Regions from separate parts of the Macaca mulatta genome. Here region 1 is linked to region 2. The links are chromatin contacts, called in public Hi-C maps. All regions are on one chromosome and are shown on one strand. Each heading gives the region's core, a stretch centred on a gene start, on an enhancer-like site or on the middle of the called end of the contact. The rest is flanking DNA. Distances are from core to core; before and after follow the strand shown. Region 1 holds the start of SIX4 (SIX homeobox 4). Region 2 holds the start of SIX1 (SIX homeobox 1).

The links. Hi-C and Micro-C count contacts between places; a contact is called where the count stands out from the background.
Region 1: a contact with region 2 is called in a Hi-C map of fetal cortex germinal zone, with 1.8 times the contacts expected there. The contact joins the promoter of SIX4 here to the promoter of SIX1 in region 2. A contact is called at or near these places in 3 of 14 Hi-C or Micro-C datasets (cortical neurons, fetal cortex germinal zone and liver).

Annotation. Positions count from the first base shown.
Region 1 is chr7:133,848,294-133,853,827 of T2T-MMU8v2.0, reverse strand. SIX4 (SIX homeobox 4) reads left to right here and starts at 2,412. Exons shown (of 4, transcript XM_028851594.2): 1 at 2,412-2,548; 2 at 2,757-3,589. The coding sequence starts at 2,546.
Region 2 is chr7:133,781,329-133,787,245 of T2T-MMU8v2.0, reverse strand. SIX1 (SIX homeobox 1) reads left to right here and starts at 4,231. Exons shown (of 2, transcript XM_001096585.5): 1 at 4,231-5,289. The coding sequence starts at 4,730. LOC144330267 (a long non-coding RNA gene) reads right to left here and starts at 1,946. Exons shown (of 2, transcript XR_013396292.1): 1 at 256-1,946.

The DNA.
Region 1 (5,534 bases), core at 1,163-3,662, 68 kb before region 2:
AGGCTGATGCAGGAGAATCACTTGAACCCAGGAGGCGGAGGTTGCAGTGAGCTGAGATCATACCACTGCACTCCAGCCTGGGCATCAGAGAGAGACCCTGTCTCAAACAAAAACAAACAAACAAGCAAACAAAAGTTCAAGGAAGTTCTGAATCGGCCGGGCGCGGTGGCTCAAGCCTGTAATCCCAGCACTTTGGGAGGCCGAGAGGGGCGGATCACAAGGTCAGGAGATCGAGACCATCCTGGCTAACATGGTGAAACCCCGTCTCTACTAAAAATACAAAAAACTAGCCGGGCGAGGTGGCGGGCGCCTGTAGTCCCAGCTACTCCGGAGGCTGAGGCAGGAGAATGGCGTGAACCCGGGAGGCGGAGCTTGCAGTGAGCTGAGACCCGGCCACTGCACTCCAGCCTGGGCGACAAAGCGAGACTCCGTCTCAAAAAAAAAAAAAAAAAAAAAAAAGGAAGTTCTGAATCTCAGTTATTGTCCTGAAGCTTGGTACGTAACTAGATATTTCCAGTGGCGTAGAAACACATGGTCTTGGCCGGGCATGGTGGCTCACGCCTGTGATCCCAGCACTTTGGGAGGCTGAGGCGGGCGGATCACAAGGTCAGGAGATGGAGACCATCCTGGCTAACATGGTGAAACCCCATCTCTACTAAAAATATAAAAAATTAGCCACGCATGGTGGCATGGGCCTGTAGTCCCAGCTACTCAGGAGGCTGAGGCAGGAGAATTGCTTGAACCTGGGAGGCAGAGGTTGCAGTGAGCTGAGATGACGCCACTGCACTCCAGCCTGAGCAACAGAGTGAGACTTCATCTCAAAAAAATAAACAAATAAAAAATATGGTCTTTTCTGTTATTATAAATTTTAAATCTACCAGAGATGTCAACATATTAGGGCAATGCAAAAACAAGTTAAATCCTACATCAAATGACATCTTGGTTGACCAGCAACAAAATAAAGCCTGTCTACAAAAAAAGAAAATCTCACCAAGTTTATCATGACAGTAGGTGACCTAGACAGCTGCTTTGTAATATGCTGAAGTAGGCAGATATGAGTAGCTGGGAAGCAGACACAATACAAGGCCACCCTGAAGTAAAGGTTAGGATGATGTCATTAAACTGTTGAATTTTGAGAGGCTGAGGTGGGCAGATCACGAGGTCAGGAGATCGAGATCATCCTGGCTAACACAGTGAAACCCCGTCTCTACTAAAAAAATACAAAAAATTAGCCGGGTTTGGTGGCGGGCACCTGTAGTCCCAGCTACTTGGGAGGCTGAGGCAGGAGAATGGCACAAACTTGGCAGACGGAGCTTGCAGTGAACCGAGATCGCGCCACTGCACTCCAGCCTGAGTGACAGAGCGAGACTCCGTCTCAAAAAAAAAAAAAAAAAAAGAGTTGAATTTTGAGAAAGAGCAGCAGCAGGCAAACCCAACTGACCTACAGTAATCAAAGAAGCAGAAACGGATTATCCTTTTTGGAATTAAGATCTCGTGCAAATTACAAAGGAAAGAGACACAACTGCAAACAACAAAAGACTCTACCCCCACTTCAGCATCAAACCAGAGGGCAATCTTCCATCTGTCTATGCTGTGGAAAAGGGCTTCTGATCCTGCACTGATCTAGATGACACCCGCACATACAGTGTTTCTAGTCTATCGTCTTTAAAAAAAAACTATTCATATACTTACATTAAAAATGTTCATGTAGAAAACTTAAATTTCCATATCGTTAGTATAATTTAAAGCTTAGATCTCTTCCACACGACTCATCCAGGATAAACATATGGTTTAATATTCTACATGTTTAATTATATCATGTTCAACTCAGTTGGGTTGCCAACCCTCCATGTGGCTTAAGGTTAAGTACATTTTTTGAAGGCTTCTTGTTTTTGTCTTCTCAGTGGGCTATTTATGCTGCTAATTATAAGGTTTTCAAGCATTTTTCCCCCTTTGGAATTTTAATTTACTTTAAATGCTTGCCCCTTAGAACATTTCCTAGTGTTATTTTATTTTTGACCCTTTCGAATACAAAATCCTTGATAAAGACATCCAAAAAGAGGGGGAATGGGGAACAGGGAGATAGTGGGGGGCTTCTGAATTGTCCTCTTAAGTTTTGTCATCTAGATGCTGAGGGTGGTCTCTTTGTTAAAAATTTATCTAGACCTTAAGGACACACAATTAATATTCCCTCTGGAATCGTAGGGCCTCTCTTTGAAAGAGTTGTCCAGTTTTCAGGCCACATTAGGTAATTTCCCGCCCAGGAGCGTGGTTTGGAAAGAATGTCGGTGTTTTCCTTCAGGTATAGGTGCCTGGGGGTCAGGGGGAGAGGGAAAGGCAAGGGGTGGAGTGGGAGGCGGGTGATCGACAGGGATAGAAACGGTGTCTCCTCCTCCCCCTGAATGCGAAATAGCCAATGAGGTGGCTCGGCCGGGCCGGCCCGGCCGCCACTGCCATATAGTATGCAGCAACCGGAGGAGTCACGTTGGGGGAACGGCAGAAAGCAGCTATCCGTTTACACTACTTTGCTCTAGCAGCTATCTTAATGGTGACTGCGTGGCCGGGGGGAAACCTGATCGGCCAGATCCAGCCGAAACCAGGAGGGAGGGAGTGGGCTTTCCGGAGGGGGAGAGGAGGGAGGGAGACGAAGAAGGAGGAGTAAGAGAGGGGGAAAGAAAGAGGAAAAGAGTGCGAGGGAGTGAGGGAGGGAGGAAAATAAACAACAAAAAATGTCCTCTTCCTCCCCCACCGGGCAGATCGCAAGTGCGGCGGACATCAAGCAGGAGAATGGGATGGAAAGCGCCTCAGAAGGGCAGGAGGCGCACCGAGAAGTGGCGGGGGGCGCGGCGGTGGAGCTGAGCCCCCCGGCTCCAGCCCCTTTTCCCCTGGAGCCGGGGGACGCCGCGACCGCTGCCGCCAGGGTGAGCGGAGAGGAAGGGGCAGTGGCGACGGCGGCGGCCGGAGCGGCGGCGGATCAGGTACAACTCCACTCGGAACTTCTGGGCAGGCACCACCACGCTGCAGCCGCCGCGCAGACCCCGCTGGCCTTCTCGCCCGACCACGTCGCCTGCGTGTGCGAGGCACTGCAGCAGGGGGGCAACCTGGACCGCCTGGCCCGGTTCCTGTGGTCCCTGCCCCAGAGCGACCTGCTACGTGGCAACGAGAGCCTGCTGAAGGCGCGGGCGCTCGTGGCCTTCCACCAGGGCATCTACCCCGAGCTCTACAGCATCCTCGAGAGCCACAGCTTCGAGTCGGCCAACCACCCGCTGCTGCAGCAGCTCTGGTACAAGGCGCGCTACACCGAGGCCGAGCGAGCCCGCGGCCGGCCGCTAGGAGCGGTGGACAAGTACCGGCTGCGCAGGAAATTCCCCCTGCCCCGCACCATCTGGGACGGCGAGGAGACGGTGTATTGTTTCAAGGAGAAGTCGCGCAACGCGCTCAAGGAGCTCTACAAGCAGAATCGCTACCCTTCGCCCGCCGAGAAGCGGCACCTGGCCAAGATCACCGGCCTCTCCCTCACCCAGGTCAGCAACTGGTTCAAGAACCGCCGGCAGCGCGATCGGAACCCCTCCGAGACCCAGTCCAAAAGGTGAGCGCCAACTTTCCTCCTCCTCCCCCTTCCTCTCCCCCACCCCCTTCCCAGCTTTCTTTTCCTCCAAGTGCTCGCAAACATGGCGCTTACCTTCCCCACCAGCCTGGTCCGGCTGCCCACCTCTCCCCGCCCCCCACCTCGCTCCCTGCCGGCGGAGGTGGGGGGCGGCGGAGGCGAAGGGCGGGGGAACCTCCCTCCTTACCCTCCCCCTCTCCCCCTAGAAGTTTCTGGTCGCCCGCCTAGGTCTCAGTCCCCGCCCCCACCGCGGCTGGTCACTGCTGCCCGGCTTCCCACCCCCATCCAGCTGGCTTTGAAGTTGCCACCCTCTCCCTGCTTCTGGCGGGGCTAAGGAAGCGAGTGTGGACGCCGGCACCGTAGCTCTCCCTGCTGCCCGAGGCCCGCAGAGGTTGCCGGCGCCGGCCGGGGTCTGCACCTCCGCGGGGTCACACCGGGCCTGGCGCGCGCGCACGCTCCCAGATCCCCAGGGTTCAGCCGCCCCCAGTGCCTGCGTTGGAGGTCGCGGTGGTTGCTCTGGAGGGAAGAGAGTGTTTTGGGGCTGGCGGCGAAGAAGGGGTCTCGGAACGTCGAGGTTTCATGTGACAGAGTTAATCATTCACCCTGCCCCTGTGGTTCCCTTCGCGGCCGCGGCAACGTGGGGTGCTGGTGCAGCTCGGCTCTGTCATGTTTTGAAACCTGATTCTGAACTCCTTAGGATCGGATTTCAGCGCAGCCGGGGTAGCAGGGCTGAAGGGCTGCTTCCTCCCTCGGCCCCCGAACGCTGTTTGACTCCCTCCCGGTACGGTAGTTACGGGCGGGGGGCAGGCTAGCTTACGGCGGGCGGCAGCAAAGGAGTAGGGGCGCTATTAGTGCTCCTCCTTGTGCTCCCACCCCACTGGGTTTGAGCTTTTTGCCTGGCAAGCTGTTTTCCCCCTCTGGTAGAAAATACCGGATTTTCCACCTCTTTTGTGCGTCCTCCCGAGTCAGACACTTGGTGTGTGCGTCTGTGTGTTTTGTTGGACGAAACAAAGTAAGGAGAAGGTCGCCTAAAGACCTGGTGTCTCCAGCCCCGCGGGGATAGGAGAGAAAGAATCCAAAAGCAGCTCGAAGGTTCTGCTCAGGGAAGCAATCTGGAAGCCGGGGATCCAGCCCGCCTGGGCCAGGTGAAGGTGATCACCCAGCACATTCCAGAGCCGGTCTCAGCCCGCCCTTGCCGCTTCTGGGCCCCTGTGGGGGTCCGACGGCTTGGGCTCTGGCGTTCCTCGCCCAAGGCTGGGAGGGAGGCTCGGTGCCCTGCTTGGCCCTCGCGGTAACCAAAACAAAACGTGCACCGGGATGTGCGTGCGCCTTCCGCAGATATGCGGAAAGGTCCAGAGAAGGCGCTTTGGTTACGCCGAACCACCTGCCCCGCGCCCACTAGAGGCCGCGGGTCCCGCGCTCGGGGACCAACGGAATCCGCAGGGCCGGGGCAGAGGGTGGGAAGGGGGCACTGCGAGCAGGCCAGCTGCCCCGCCGCCTCCGCTCGCGGGCCCGGCACGCTCCCTGGGACTCCCCCACGCCCCACTGCCGGCTTCTCTGTCCCCCCCACCCCATAAACTCCACACCCCCCGCCCCCGGCCCAGTTGCCTGGTTTAGGCCCCTCTCCGGATCTACCTCCCACACGCACCCCCGGTGAGTCACCCTCGCAGACGGCGACGGCGGCTCAGCCTCAGCTCGTAAATCAAAGCGCTTTCTGCGTTCCTGGCCCCGCAGCCCAAAGCCCGGGTAATCCCCTACCCTCGGCATGAAAGCGAACCGACCGCGGGGCACTGCGGGGATGTCGGATCCTCTGCTGGGCCAAGTCCTGTCGCGCTTCCAAAACGCCTCTGTTCTGCTCTCCTTTGCTCTCCCTCCCAGCCTCAGACCAAATGGGAAACCCCCACCACTACCCACCCCCCAACCCCGA
Region 2 (5,917 bases), core at 2,982-5,481:
CGGGGGGCGTGGTGGGGGGGAGAGGGAGGGAAGGAGGAAGAAAGAGGAAGAGGAGCAGGAAAATCAACGAGAAAGAGGAGAAAGAGAGGAAGAGAGAGATAAGGAGAGAGAATGAGAAACAGGTTCACATACAGACAGAATGAACGAGCGTCCTCTTTCAGATGGATAAAAGAGTCAGAGACACACTCTGGGAAAGACCTGCCGCGGGGACACACGTAGAGGGAGAGAGAGGATAACTCTTCCAAAGACACACACCCCAGCTCTGTTCCCCTCCAATCTGAGCTCTCTCCCAGCGCTTGACCCTCGGTCGGTCCATCAGTCTGTGTGTGTTTCTCTCTTTCTCCCTTCCCCGACCTCGAGACAATACGGAGATGGTATTTTCCGGAGTCGCGCGGGGCGGCACGGTTTTCAACGGCGAGTCAGGCTCACAGCTGGCTCTGTTTGTCCAGGTGTGGGCGGTGGTGGTGGTGGGGGGCGGCGGTCGCCCTGAATCTTGGGCCAGCGCAGCGTTTTCGCACCAAGGAAGTAGGAGGCTCTGCTCTCGAGCTTCCCGCTTCCAGGAGAAAACTTCCTCCCTCCGTACATAGATAAATACACTTGGGGAACAGACAAATCTTCATTGTTCAGAAATAAGCTGAGGAGGCCCGCCTGCTCCCCTCCGCCAGGCAGAGAGAGGCAGGGAGGGAGGCGGGGGCCGCGCGGATCCGGTGTCACGTTGCAGATTCCCACTAAAGATAACGAAACGTGATCTATTTTTCAGAACAGCAAGTGGATGGGAAAGAACCTTGACAACACAAAACTCATTTACTAATGGACTGGTTTTGGGTTTCTCTTCTCTGAGTCCGCAAATCTCTCTGCCTGAGCCCCAGGCCTATTCAGACCTCGTGGAGAGCGGCGTCCCCCAGGAACAGGTGGGCTGCTGCTCCGGCGCCACGCCGGCCGTCAGAGTCGGAGTTCCCAAGGGTCGAGGGCACCCGGAGTTTCCGACTAAGCACAAGAAAAATAATTTTGGCACTTCAGCCCGGATTTGGGGAGTCTCCGCACTGCCCCAGAGCGATGACACGAATTTATTGAAGAAACACCTCTCTGTGCCCTCCCTTTCCAAATATTTGTAGGTAGAGTAGGATCCTCACCGTCGTTCTGGATGGTGAAAGAATTACAACAAAGCTGCCCGGGAGCCCCAAAGTATCTTGCTCCAAGCCAGAAGGGAAACAAGTAGGTCCCAGCTAGGAGTGTTTGCATCAAGGCCTATGTGAACCCAGCTGAGAAACCCTAGCAACTGCTAATGCTGTCCCATTGAATGCTTTTTTGTCGACTAATTATGCGCACGCGGCCGTTACCTGCACAGAGGAGGCACTGGAGAGCCGAAACCTAGCATCGGGCGCTCCTTGCCAGCGGTGTTCTCTCCCAAGCCGCGCTGCGGCGAGGGCAGCAGCCGCTGGCTAGAGTTGCTTGTTTCCTTTAAATCTCCAACGCATCTCTGCTTTTCGTGCGATTTGCATTGACAGCAAAGGTTTTATGTTACCAGAACAACTCAAACCTTTCTGCGTGCGATTTTAAATGGATCATTTGGTTTAGGTGGTTTGTAAATTCATGTCATTTTATCTTTTTTAGTGATTTTCAGTAAAAGATTCCATTTGGGAAACCTTATATATCCGAGCCAATAATTAACATTTATAACAATTGGTTCCCCTAACCGAGGGATCGAAATAGCAGGTAGACTCCTTGGTATAAAGCGCAGAGCACTTTCCATTTCCAGTTACTCGATCTATTGGATTAAGCGGGAGGAAAAATGTTGGCGGGCCCAGTCACGGCCTCCGAGGAAGAGCACCTCTTCTCTTCTACCCGGGTTCCCGCAATCACAGCTTCTACACGTCGTTTTCCCAGTTGACGGCAATATATAGTACGTCCTGGTTCCTTTTGAAGACAAGTAAAAAGAAATAGGCAGGTAGGTCTGGAGGAAGCCGGGGTGGGGTGGGGGGGAAGGTGGTCCTATTCGTGTCTAATTGCCATCTCTCTGCTCTCTGTCATCCTCTGTAAATGTATACCTGCCCTTATTTGTCCAGGCTATGCCTCATTTCCTTATACAGAATTGTTAATTACAAATCAGACCTCATACTCAACATACTGTTTGTCTTTCAAGAGACGTGGTTGTGCTTAAAGACCCTCCCCTCCTTGTAATTGTGCGCACTTGCTCCAGACTTTAGGGTATTAACTGATTTTTTAGAGCCGGGTTTAAGCCTCCGTTCCGGTCCTCACACAGCTGCCATGTCAATAAGGACTGTTTCAAGCAGAGACATTCCTTCTGGGAGGACACTGCAGCTCCTTAAGACTTCATGTGAAACATCATAAGCACTAAAATGAGACAGTGAGGGGAAATTACCAGAGGTGGCTCTGGGTTTAACAGTGCCAGGCTTCCAGTTTAGAAAGTCATTGGGCATACTATATGGCAGAGGCTCTTTTGAAAGAATGCACACCCATTAAATGCATTTTTTTTAAAAGCCTAAGGTAATGAAATATAAGCATCTGCTTCCAAGATCTAATTGCATGGAATAAGCAAGAGTTTCCAGGATGCAGAAAGCATTATGTTCAGCAGAGAAGCAGCTTCCTGTCTACTTGGAATCTCCCATGTGGCAACCCTGAGGTGGGAACCCTATATGAGTTTAGAATGTATGTTGCAGGGTGCACTGTACTGGGTGCATCATTTTAAAACCATATTAATAATAAAAGGGGAAACCCAGACACTGCTTCTCCTTCTCCCACTTGCATCTCAATATGCAGAAGGTTCTGTGGTGCTGGGCTCTTTGACTAAAGGAATCAAAACATATTTAAAGAAGACAAGCTAGTTTAAGGAGCCTACAGTTTGTTCTTCACCACTCACTAAGAGGGCACATTGAAATCAAAAGCATTTTTGAAGTGTACTTAGAATTCTGTTTTGAACTTATCTAATCAGAGATAAGTATAGTCATAAAGTCACTCTCCTTCCACCATTTGGCTTCCCTTATCTCCACGCATTGTTCTTATCTCCTGCTGGTCTCAGCTACCGACAATAGATTATCTTTGTTTAGAGAGGCTAATTGTCTTCAAAATCTTTTTAATAATTGCTTTGGAACCAGGTGTGCAAATGAGGCTTAAGATAATTACAACTTCATTTGTTTGTGCAGTTTTACTAAGCATTCTCCACACATAAACAAAACAGCAGATGATGGGACTTAAATTGCAGTACATCTCTCATTCCTTGGCAGCAAAATAGGCCAGCATTGCAACACACACACACACACACACACACACACACACACACACACACACCCCTCTTTATTTAATCTTCTTGGAGCCGCTGTCGTCCTCGCTTTGAGGGCAGTGTCCCTCTCAGAGCAGGGTAAGGATTATGTTACAACCGGACGGTTATTGGAGCCGGGCACAATTTTATTTAATTTACACCACATCCAGCGCCTTTCGTACGAGGTTCCCAAAGCATTTTTTGCTAATAGCAAGTAAAGCTTCTCGGCATTCCTCAGTAGCAGAAGTGGCATTGGAAAACGCAACAGCACAGATGGGGGAAATTGAGTCTAGAAGCTTCAGGAACCTGCTGGTTTCAACCGCAGAACATTAAGATACCAAATCACAAATGAACGCTCGGAGTCTCTAGGTGCTCAGCAAGTATGCCCGAAACACCTCTTTGCCTGGTCTCAAATCATGGACGTCCTTTGTGAATGAGGGAAACGCTGTCCGACTGGGAGTACTTGTGCCCTTTGGAGGGTGGTGTGCGGCAGCTGGGGGAGGACAGTGGGAGTTGGTGGGGGGAGGGGGAAGGAAATAGGGTTGGCTTCTCGAGCTGAAGCCAACCCGAAGAGAAGCCACTGCTCCAGAGGCTGCATGCGGAGACCCAGGTCTGCTCTTGAATTATTTATCGCGTTCCATAAGCTATTCATCAATCCATTATTTATTCATTCCAACATTAAAGTAATTAAATATGAGCTCACCGGGAAAGGGCAAGTTTGTAAGGGATGAAAGCAAGAGTACGGAGGGAGAGGGGAGGAATTAAGGTTTGGAGTAATTGATTTGTGCGGAGTTTTGCGCGACTCCCCTTAGGTGATACTGGTGACGGGTCCCGCGCTGCAGGGTCCTGACGCGCTCACCCACTCTCTATCTCCCCACACCTCCGCAGCGCAGCTCCCTCAGACCCCAACTGGCTTCCCACCTTTCCTCTTCCTTCTCCTCCCACCACTCCCTCCCTGCGCAGCCCCGGCAACACCCCCAACCCCCAGCTCCTCAGCCTCGCCCTCCCCGCGCTGGGCGGTGCGGCCTCGATGGGCGGTGCGGCCTCTCTGCCCAGCCGGGCGGCGCGCTGGCTGGCCAGCCCGGGATAGGCGCCGCCCGCAGCCAATCAGCGTGCCGGGGACGCTGCGAGCTTTAAGGCCGCTGCGGGGAGAACAGAAACCAAGTTCCCCGGCAACTAGCAGCATCCACCGGGCGGGAGGTCGGAGGCAGCAAGGCCCTAAAGGCTACTGAGTGCGCCGGCGGTTCCATGTTCAGAGCGTACCCTACTCCTCCGCCTTCTCTTGCTTGGCTGCCCACCTCCAAGTTCTGACTCGGGTTTTCGCCTTTGCAAAGCCTAAGGAGGAGGTTAGGAACAGCCGCGCCCCCTCCCTGCGGCCGCCGCCCCCTGCCTCTCGGCTCTGCTCCCTGCCGCGTGCGCCTGGGCCCTGCGCCCCGGCAGGCCCCAGCCATGTCGATGCTGCCGTCGTTTGGCTTTACGCAGGAGCAAGTGGCATGCGTGTGCGAGGTTCTGCAGCAAGGCGGAAACCTGGAGCGCCTGGGTAGGTTCCTGTGGTCACTGCCCGCCTGCGACCACCTGCACAAGAACGAGAGCGTGCTCAAGGCCAAGGCGGTGGTCGCCTTCCACCGCGGCAACTTCCGTGAGCTCTACAAGATCCTGGAGAGCCACCAGTTCTCGCCTCACAACCACCCCAAACTGCAGCAACTGTGGCTGAAGGCGCATTATGTGGAGGCCGAGAAGCTGCGCGGCCGACCCCTGGGCGCCGTGGGCAAATATCGGGTGCGCCGAAAATTTCCACTGCCGCGCACCATCTGGGACGGCGAGGAGACCAGCTACTGCTTCAAGGAGAAGTCGAGGGGTGTCCTGCGGGAGTGGTACGCTCACAATCCCTACCCCTCGCCGCGCGAGAAGCGGGAGCTGGCCGAAGCTACCGGCCTCACCACCACGCAGGTCAGCAACTGGTTTAAGAACCGGAGGCAAAGAGACCGGGCCGCGGAGGCCAAGGAAAGGTACGCGGCGTGCTTCCCGCGACTCGGGCGACCCCAGGAAGCCTTCCTTTCCCCTTCGCCCCCTCCCGCCCCCGCAGGCACCAGCCACCAAGTCCTCCTGGCCGGCCGAAGCCCGTCCACGGGGCGGCGCGCAGGCCTCCGCAGCGCTGCAGAGAAAGTTCATGAACTCTGAGGTTCCTTGCTAAGAATGGGGCCTCATTTGCTTTGAGCACCCGCGCGTGGGTTTCTCTGGGATGTGAGTTTCGGGAAATATTGGCGCTAGGTTTGGTTTTCATGCCTCCCTGGCTGGCCGCGGCTTGGAGTGGTGGGTGGAGAGTGAGTTTCTAAATCAACGGGCAATGAAGTGTTGATTGGCGTCGCAAGGAAAGGAGTTCGGTGGGAGCTGAGGTTAGCGAACCTCTCTCCTCTTCGCTCCCCAGAGGGGTGAAGCTGGTCTGAGACATTGGCTCTGCCCCCACTCCTTGCGGGTTCTCCACCGCTCGCTCTCGATAGTCTTTTGGATTAGGGGTCGCCTGCTTCATTTCTCAGTAGCTGGACAAAGGGCGGGGTCTTTTAAAAACACACCAAAAAGAGAGCTCTGGAGAGAGTTGGCGCTGCATTTACTCCCCGGCGCCCCAAATTAAGAAAG